Linked DNA regions of Anser cygnoides: region 1 is linked to region 2. The links are chromatin contacts, called in public Hi-C maps. All regions are on one chromosome and are shown on one strand. The core of a region is the stretch at or near the end of the contact, and the rest is flanking DNA. Distances in the headings are between cores, read along the strand shown. Region 1 holds the start of RTN4RL1 (reticulon 4 receptor like 1). Region 2 has its middle 31 kb from the start of RPA1.

The links. Hi-C and Micro-C count contacts between places; a contact is called where the count stands out from the background.
Region 1: a contact with region 2 is called in a Hi-C map of fetal liver, with 1.9 times the contacts expected there. The contact joins the promoter of RTN4RL1 here to the enhancer-like site in region 2. A contact is called at or near these places in 2 of 7 Hi-C or Micro-C datasets (fetal liver and liver).

Annotation. Positions count from the first base shown.
Region 1 is chr18:7,595,439-7,599,945 of Taihu_goose_T2T_genome, reverse strand. It overlaps RTN4RL1 (reticulon 4 receptor like 1), which reads left to right and starts at 2,665. Exons shown (of 2, transcript XM_066979690.1): 1 at 2,665-3,128. The coding sequence starts at 3,116. DPH1 (diphthamide biosynthesis 1) reads right to left here and starts at 1,626. Exons shown (of 12, transcript XM_066979691.1): 1 at 1,494-1,626; 2 at 318-470. The coding sequence starts at 1,548.
Region 2 is chr18:7,548,581-7,553,197 of Taihu_goose_T2T_genome, reverse strand. No RefSeq gene overlaps it. Among named protein-coding and RNA genes, the nearest start is that of RPA1, 31 kb to the right of the region's middle. Within about 2 kb of position 2,152, at least 2 of the 3 cell types and tissues checked have open chromatin away from gene starts, as enhancers often do. A contact at or near this core is called in fetal liver and liver, where this site is marked.

The DNA of each region.
Region 1 (4,507 bases), core at 1,416-3,915, 46 kb before region 2:
GTCCCAACCCACCCCACCCATCCCATCCCATCCCATCCATCCTGTCCTGTTCCATCTCATCTCCTCCATCCTGTTCCGTCCTGTTCCATCCCATCCCAACCATCCTGTCCTGTCCTGTTCCATCCTGTCCCGTCCCATCCCGTTTCATCCGTCCTGTCCTGTCCCAACCTGTCCCATCCATCCCATCCCGTCCCAACCCATCCCTTTCCATCCATCCCGTCCCGTCCCAACCCATCCCATCCCATCCATCCCATCCCATCCATCCCGTCCCGTCCCATCCCATCCCGTCCCACCCCACCCATCCCATCCCCGCTCACCCTTCTTGGCCCCCGCCTGCCGGATCCTCCAGACGGTTTTGGGGATCTCGAAGTTGTAGTTCGCGGGCAGGGCCCCCGCCGCCTCCCGCAGCTCGGGGTCGCTCAGCAGCTCCTCGGGGACCTGCGTCGCCGCCCGCCGCGCCGCGGCTCGGCCTGCGGGAGGGAACGGGGCATGCAACGGGGGGTGGCCGGGGTGGGGACACCATGTCCCGGGGGGGCACCGGGCTGCCCCGTGACACCCCCGGGGCTGGGTCCGAGCCCCCGTTAGCGGCCAGATTTCAGCTCAGGTCAACGATACTAATTATTTTAGGGCGGGGGGCACGTTTTACGCCCCCAAAGCACCACGCCGTGCCTTGACGTGACCCCAAAACAAACCGGGGGTTCCCCTGCCCGGTACCGGCCACCCGACGGCGACCGAACCGGACCCGTCCCGTTGTGGGGAGCTCCCCCCCGCACCCCTTTTTCCCCCCCCTACCCCCCCCCCCCCCGCCGGTACCGGCAGCAGCCGCCGCCCCCGCAGCTCGGCGGAGTCAGAGCACGGCGGGGGAGTGACAGCACGGGATTATTCACCGCCGCCAGCCCCGGCGAGCGTCACCCGGCACCGGCACCGTGAGCCACCGACCCCTCCGCACGGCCCACGGCACAGCCGGGACGGCCCCCGGGAGGGGTGTGTGTGTGTGTGGGGGGGTGTGCTCCCGCCACCGGCACCCAAAATACCCCAAAATACGGGGGGGGGGGGGGGGCGGGGGGGACCGGGGGATGAGCCCCGGTGTGCCGGTACGGAGCCGGGCGGTCTCGCGGTGCGGCGGGGAAGCGGCCCCGGGAGGCTGAACCGGGCCGCGGTTCCGAGCCGTTTTCGCAGAGCACGATCCCAAGCCGGTATCCCCCGGAGCACCGGCTGTGAGGGCCGGTAACCGGGCCCGGTAGAGGCTGCCGGTACCGTCCCGGTTGAGCTCGGTCCCCCCCCGGGCACCGGGAGGTGAGGCCCAGAACCGTCGCGGCTCCGCGGTTCCGACCCGTTTTGGCAGAGCACAACCCCAACCCGGTATCCCCCCCCGGTGCACCGGCTCTGCGCCCGGTAACCGGGCCCGGTAGAAGCTGCCGGTACCGTCCCGGTTGTGCCCGGTCCTCCCCGTCCCGCTCGGCCCCGCTCGGCCCCGTCCGGCCCCGTCCCACCTGCGGCAGCCGCGGGCCTCGTGGCCGCGCACCGGAGGCTCCCCGGGGCCGCCATGGCGCGGGGGCAGGCGGCGGCGGCAGGCGGCGGCAGCCGAGCCCCGAGCGGGCGGCGCGGCCAGGCCAGAGCAGCCGCCGGCCGCCGCATCGAGCCCGGCGGAGCGCACGGCCGGGCCCCGACGGGGCGGGACGGGACGGGACAAAAAGGGGGCCCGGCGGCCCCGAGCCCGTGCCGGGAACCACGCCGAAGGGTTTGTGCCCCCCCCCCACGCCCCCTACCCCACCTCCTCCGGGGGTGTTGGGGCTGAGCCCCCGGGCTACCGGGTGCCCGCTCCCGGTACCGCTGCGGGATCGCGGAGGGGGGTGGCCGTGGGGACGGCCCCGGGGGTCCCTCCCCGCTGCGAGACGTGGGATGAGAGGGGGCGGGGGGTCCCGGGGGTGGCAGGGGGACGGGGGGGGGGGGGTGACAGCGACCCCCGAGGGGCAGCGGGGACAGCAGCGTCCCCGGTGGGATAACGGGGGCTGCTACGGGGCTGGAGGGAGCCCCGAGGGGCAGCGGGGACCTCCGGGGGGCACGGCGGGGGCAGCGGGACCCCCGTGCGGTATCGGGACCCCGATGGGGTGGGGGGGGGACCGGGGGGCCGGCAGGGCTCGGGGGGGGGCAAAGACCGGGGAAGGACCCGGTGGAGCGGCACGGACGGGGCGGAGGGGACAGCGGGGACCCGGGGGGGGGGGGGGGCAGCGGGGACAGCGGAGCTCCCGGTGGGGTGGCAGCGACCCCGCGGGGATACCGGGCACTCTGTTAGGGCGGAGGGGCGACGCTAAGGGGCGGGGGGCCCCGTCGGAGGGGGGGTAGGATGGGGCGGCTGGGGACAGCGGGGCCCCGGCGGGTGCTTTGGGGACAGCGGGGACACGATGTGACACCCGGCGGGGAGCGCGACGGGGCGGGGGGGCGACAGCGGGGACCCGATGGGACGGAGGGCTCTGCCCTCGGGGGGGGGGGGGGGGGCACCGGGGGGGCGGCGCGGGGACCGGGAGCAGCGGCACTTTCACGAACTGTCCACGGGAGGCGGGAGAGGCGGCGGCGGAGGAGGAGGAGGAGGAAGGGGGGGCCCCGGCCAGGCTCGCCCAGCCCAGCCCAGCCCAGCCCGGCCCGGCCCAGCCCGGCCCGCCCCGTCGCTGCCCCGCCCCGCCCTGCCCAGCCCTGCTCCGCCGCTGCAGGCACCGCGGCACCGGCACCGGGCTCCCCTTTATAGGCTCGGCCCGAGGGGGTGGGGGGCGGCGGCGGCCCCAGCCCCGAGGGGGCGGCTCCCCCCCTAAAAACCGGCGGCGGGACGCGCGGCGGGCAGAGGCGCGGCCGGGGGTTCCCGGTGGACCGGGGCCGGGACTCGGTGCTCCCGGTGTTCCCGGTGCTCCCGGGGCCGCTGCGGCTCGGCTCGGCTCGCCCCGCCATGCCCCCCCGGGGGCCGTTCGCCCGGGCCCCGGCTCCGCGCTCCCGGTGCAGCCGCCGCCGCCGCCGCTGCTGCTGCCACCGCCGCCGCCGCTCGCCGCCGCCGTGCCCGCGGCTCTGAGCGCCGCCGCCGTTACCGCCGCGCCGGGAGACCGCGCCCCGCACCGGCACCAAGATGCTCCGCCAAGGTGAGCGCCGCACCGGGAGGGCACCGGGGGTACCGGGGCCGTTCCCGAAGTTTGCCTCCTCGACGAAGTTGGGGCCGCGCCGCCGGGCGAACCCGCCCCCCCCCCCGCTACTCGCCGCTGCCGCCGTGCTACCGGCACCCCCCGGGTCCCCGGGGAGCGGCACCGGAGGGAGCGCGGGGAACCGGAGGGGCGCACGCAGCCGGCACCGGGAGCGCGGCGGGTCCCGCAGGCACCGGGCTACGGCGGGCACCGGGAGCGCGGGGGGGGACCGGGGGCAGCGGGGCTGCACCGGGGAAGAGGGGGGGGGGGGGGCGCACGGCGGGGACCGGAGCGCTGAGGGGGAGGGGGGGGTGTCCCGGGGGGGGTCGGTGTCCGGTGTAAGCCCGGCTCCGTTCCTCGGGAGGGGAACACCGGGCTCGGTGGGGGCACCGGGGGCTCGGCGGGGAAGTTGGGGCGCGTTCTCTTGTGCCCCCCCCCCCCCCCCGAGGAGATTCGTGACATCACGCCATTGCCATGGCAACCGCCCGAGACATCATAGGGGAGCTTTTTGACATCATACGCGGGGAGATGCCGACCCTCCGGGGGGGTCGGGGGGACCCCGCTTCTCCAGCACCGCCGTGCTTGGGCCAGCCCCGGGGAGGTTGGGGCGGAGGGGGGGGGGGGGGGGCAGCGCTGCCGTACGGCGGGACCCCCCCCCCCCCAGGACCCCCCGGTCACCGTCCTGCACCCTGGGGAGGGCACAGCAGCGGGCCCACCCCGTGGCACTGCCATATATCCAGCAAGGCTCCGGCGCGGTGGCACGGGGTGCGAGCTCCCCGCAGCCCCCCCCCCCGGTACCCAAAGGCACCGACCCCAGGAGGGGCTCAGCCCTCGCTGCCCCCCCCCCCGGGGAGCCCTTTCCCTGCTGGGGTAATGTCACCTTGCGGCTGCGGGGCCTCGCGCTCGAAGGCTCTCCTCTCCGGCTCTGGCTTTGTTCGGCTCCTAAACCCAACCGGGGCGGGCGAGGAGAGCCCCCCCGAGCCCCCCCCGCCCCGAGCATCCCGCTCGGAGCACCGCGGGGGGAGGCGAAGCAGCAGCCGTGGTTTTGGGGCCGCGGAGCAGGAGCCCGAGGTGGAGCCGAGCCCTGCGCAGGCTGGCGGCGGGGCTGCTGGAAGGTTTCATCCCACCAGGGGTAGCCTGTTAAGGTCAAGATCTACGGCTTTCATTTCTGGAGCTAGAAAAACAAAATGCAAATGAAGAGCCTCTGGGCTGATCCAAACCCTATTCTTAAAGTTTTTGTCTTGTTAAGCAAGGAAATAGAGTGCCAAATAGGCTTTGTTAAGTGGCAGTCTAATTAATAATTTAAAATCTTGTAGCTGTCTTTCATTAGAATTTATCTG
Region 2 (4,617 bases), core at 903-3,402:
CCAGGCAGCAGGACATACAATGTGAAGCTGCTTTTCCTAGCTTGCCGTCGGGTGCAATAATTGTGGGTACAGAGCAGTAGCAGCATCTCTCCTTAAGGCTGTTAATAAAGTTCACCTTCACCGGCTAAGCCCATTCCTCTTTCCTAAAGACTGGAAGAGATTTTATAGCAGATTCATCACCTCCACCCTTTAATTCTATTTTTGGAGTCTATTGAACTTTTGCATATGTTGAAATGAAAAGAGTCTATATTAACACAGCCACTTTTTTGTTACTGTAATGAGAGCCTTGAAACCACCACAAAGAGAAACATGCCTTTTAGCAGCTGAAACAAATTATTACAGCAACTGAGTCTTAAAAGGAATTTCAAGTAAAAATATAGTATTGCATGAAGTTGTTATGGCAACTGATGTTGTAGAGTAACTGCACTTGGGCAAGTTTTCCTCCTTCATCCTGCTCAGCAAAGTCTGGGAAAAACTTTGTGATAAAATTATGCCTTAATTAGTCAAATAAGTCATAAATATTGCTTATCCCAAAATCCTTAACATTCCAGCCTCATGCCGTCTGTGTGCAGTTAGTCTACTAATGAGAAAATATATCTACTAAAGCCCCACTTACCATTAAAAATCCTATCCAATATTTTTTTCTAATACAATTTATCAATTTAAACACATTGTACAATGTAATATTCTGCAGCATTCCATTAAAATGATAAATAGCTATAGAAAAAAAAAAACAAGGGATTAAACATACTGTAATGTAATATAACGGTATTTAAACGTAAATAAAAACTTAAACATGGAAGGGGAAGCGTACCGTGTTTGAGAGTGAAAAGAGCACAAGTTCAGCTATGGCTCTCTGGACTGGAGTATTAATAGGACAGAGGAAGCAGGGCAATGAGAAATGACAGTCAACTTCAGAGGATATAAAATTTCCATTAGGCTTTGTTATAAGATTACATCAAAGCAGTTCATATGTTTTAATCTGGGGAAAGAGAAAGCAGCTACTTGGGGTCTGCGCCTGGGGGCTGCCTCTGTGTACTGAACCAGACACTGTGCATAATGAACAATTTTTATTCAATCAGAATTTCAGCACAGATAGCTCCCACTCAGTGGGCTCCAGCACAAATGGGGCTGGTAAGGGATGCTATTCTTAAAGCTCCACCTGCTGGCTCCGGAAGAAGTGCCAATGGCTCTCAGAAAGTCCATTTCTGGGGGGAGGGACAGCAGGTCCAAATGCTTGCGCTGACATACTGTGACCAAAACCCAAGCCCAGTTTCTGGAGTTCTTGTCTTTCTGAGTTAAAAACAAAAAGGAACACCTAAGCCCATGGCTTGTTTCTTTCCTTTCTCTCTTTCTTCTTCTTACCTATTTATTTTTGAGTTAATAATTTAGCCGATATTTTAGCTTGCTTAGGCAGATCTGGAACGGCAACAGTGCTCAAAGAGCAAAGGTGTGCGAGCTGCCAAAATCTGCCTGTTTGAACCCACCTGATTACAGAGAGACCCCAGGGAGTTATCTTGTGCTCAGAGTGCAGCCAAAAGGGCACCGCAGCCAGGGAAATTGTTCCATTTAGCGTGTGCCTCCTGCACAATAATTACTTATTTAAATTTTACTCTGCTGCTTGATCCATTACGGAATGCACTATAAACAAAGGTGATTTTATGCAGACAATAGCTGAGCCAGTCATTTTTAAGGACAGGCGTGGAATGACTTATCTCCCAGGATGAGCAGCACTTACGAGCCAGCTGAAGACGAGGTTTACAGCCTAAACCCTATTTCCAGAGGTTATTCCAGTGGCTGCACCGCTGGATCACCTCCAGCCCTCGCAGCAGCACCGAGGGCCCTGCCCTGCACACCGGGGCCGCTGAGAACTCTGTGCCCAGACACGTAGCTGCACGAAACCCTTTGCTAAGTCCCGTTTAAGTCTTGAAAATATGCACCTGGTAATTCCGAGTTAATTATCCCGGGCATGTTTGAAATGCTTCTGCCACCGTCGCCGGGTGCTGGCTATTGATTCCGCACCGCGGCTGCACTCTGCCTCCCGGAGAAACTGCTTCGGTGAACTGAGCTTCCTGCCTGAATCAGGTAGGCTTTGCTCCTGACTGGCACCAAATCCCGTCCTCCTATTTCCAGCAGAAAAATAGCTCCTTTTTAATCTAGGCTTTCCAAGCTACTGTCATGCCTGTGACGTCCTGAATGCAGAATTACCGCTTTCCCCGGGTTTTGCTCATTTGTCTGGAAACCTCAGGACTGCTCCATCTCCCCGCCAGTAATTTTTTTGCTCAATCCAGAAATATTCTTTTATCAATTCATCTGACAGCGCTCCAACAAGAAGGGTGTCTTGGAAGATGATGCTAATCCAGAGAGACCGTTCTTCAGTTTGAGCATTCATGAAGTCTAATAAACTATTGGCAGCAAGTCACTTCTGTAGTGCAATTAAAACTTGTGTGTAGTGCTGCTCTGAGACACGCAATATTGCAACTGAAAGCGAGCCGTGCCAAGCTGGGGAGGTGGATTAGCTGAAGAAACACAAATCGGTGAGAGGATCCGCTTCCTCCCCACCAAGCCTTATGCATTAAGCGAAGCTGGGATAACGAATGTGCCTCGCAAGGTGTTTGCCACCAGCCTGCTTAAAAAGCGCACAGCACGGAGCTCCTGGAATGGGGATTTCTGGGCGCAGCCGCACAGCTGGCACACGGTGACTTCTGCGGGATGAAGCCCCCAGCACCATAGTCAAGCAGGTCTGGATGAGGAGTCTAAAGCTGAATTTGAGCAGCAGCCCTCCAGGAGGACACCAGGGGCAGGAGGAGCACCACGGCCCTTGGCTCGGGCACCGAACCTCCTCCAGCCGCCTGCAGACACGGAGGCAGGGCACAGGCACGGGCTGCTGCTCAGGACCCGGCCCTGTCCCTAACGCCACTGACACCTCATTAGTCGGAGGAAGCGACACTAGCAGGCATCATTAAAACGCTGTGATCTTTTAGCAGTTAACTGGGGAAGAAGTTAGGAAATGAAGCATTAAAGTTTCAAAAGAGAAATTTACAGCCATCGCTTCATAATTTTGCAATTGTTTCCAACCATGGTAATTAAAAGGCAGAGTACTAATCAAGATACAGGTTACTTTTTTTTTCTTCAATCTCGCTTAGTAATGAGCACGCTCTCCACACAGCCTGGTACAGGACCAAAGCATAATGAGAGCAAGTCAAGCAAATCTTCATACAAGGTGAAGGCAGCTCCTGGAGCTTTGTCACCAGCGCGAGCACCGGGACACGCAGGGGCTGGCTCGGGGACTGCTCTGAAAGGCTGTGCCCGCCGACAGGTGATATATTAACACCGCTCCTGCCTTCAAACCCCACCAGCCCGTAGTGCTTCTTGGGAGAAATCGGAAAATGAAGATACATTTTTATTTTTTTGGGGGTCTTATTAATCTCTTTACAGAAGTGGTACGCTTGCAGGCAGCGCGGAAAATAGGTTAAGGCTCACAATAAGCTGAATGAGTTAAATCAGAGCCGGGCGAGTATGCTGACAGGCAGTCAGCGCGACTCTTAAGCTTACAGGCCAAGGTAAGAAGAGTTTGAAGGAAAGTGCACTATCAAGTCAGATAAAATGAACGCGTTGGGTCTGACTGGTCTATAAAGAGGGGTCAAGCACTGGCGGGCTGGTGGGACCCACTGCCGACGTGAAATGACGGGCTGAAGCAAAGGAGGACTGACACTACTTCTCCAAATTATAAATTCTACTTCCCGATCTATCTGAATGGATTAGCCTCAAAACATGAGATCCGGAATTTAAAGATTCAGAATTCAGAAGCTATTATGAGTCAAGAGCAGGAATTAGCATTTGAGTTATAAATACGCTGTAACAAACTGACAGGAGTCAGCTTGCTGTTCCTTCCCTTTTTGAAGATGGTGGCATCAGGCTGGCAATATTTAGCGATACAAGCCTAGGAGTGATTTTCACATCCCAGCTGGATGCTAACAGCATTCCTGGCTGGAGGAACACCGCTCCTGGTCTTCCACCACGCAGGCAGCCACTACACAAGGATTGCACTGGGATGGGTTTTAACCAAGGAACAAGCCTGCTATAGACCCGTCCCATGCAGGGAGTGTCCACCGCAAGCCCCCACGGACCCGAAATACGGGCAGGAGAGATGCGGACACAACTGCTACTCCAGCAGGCCCTGAATAAACAGAAGCCCAGAATACCAGATGAAGTCTTGAGGCAGCAAGAAATGAAGGCACTAAATAACAGCACCAGCTCCTCGGATTTTCTGCCAAACATTAGCCAATTTAAAAGGCAGCGAGAGGCCCTTTACGCGGGGAGAATTTCTTTGAGCACCGACTTAAAAGCTGAAGTTTGGCAGGAAACTGTCTGAGAAGGATGGGGGGGGAGGTAAAAGCCAATTTTACCTGGTAATCCGCGACACTATTTGTGTCCTGCCCAGACCACACTTCATGCATTAGGAACGCGCTGCAGCTCCGCGACTCGCTGCAGCGCTCGGCTAACGGGGAAGCTAATGGCTTCTATTATAGGCATGTGCAGAGGGCGGCCGTGGCACGCACATCTGTCTGCAGAATAGATGGGAGCTTTGTAAACTGCCTAAACACCTTCGTTCCC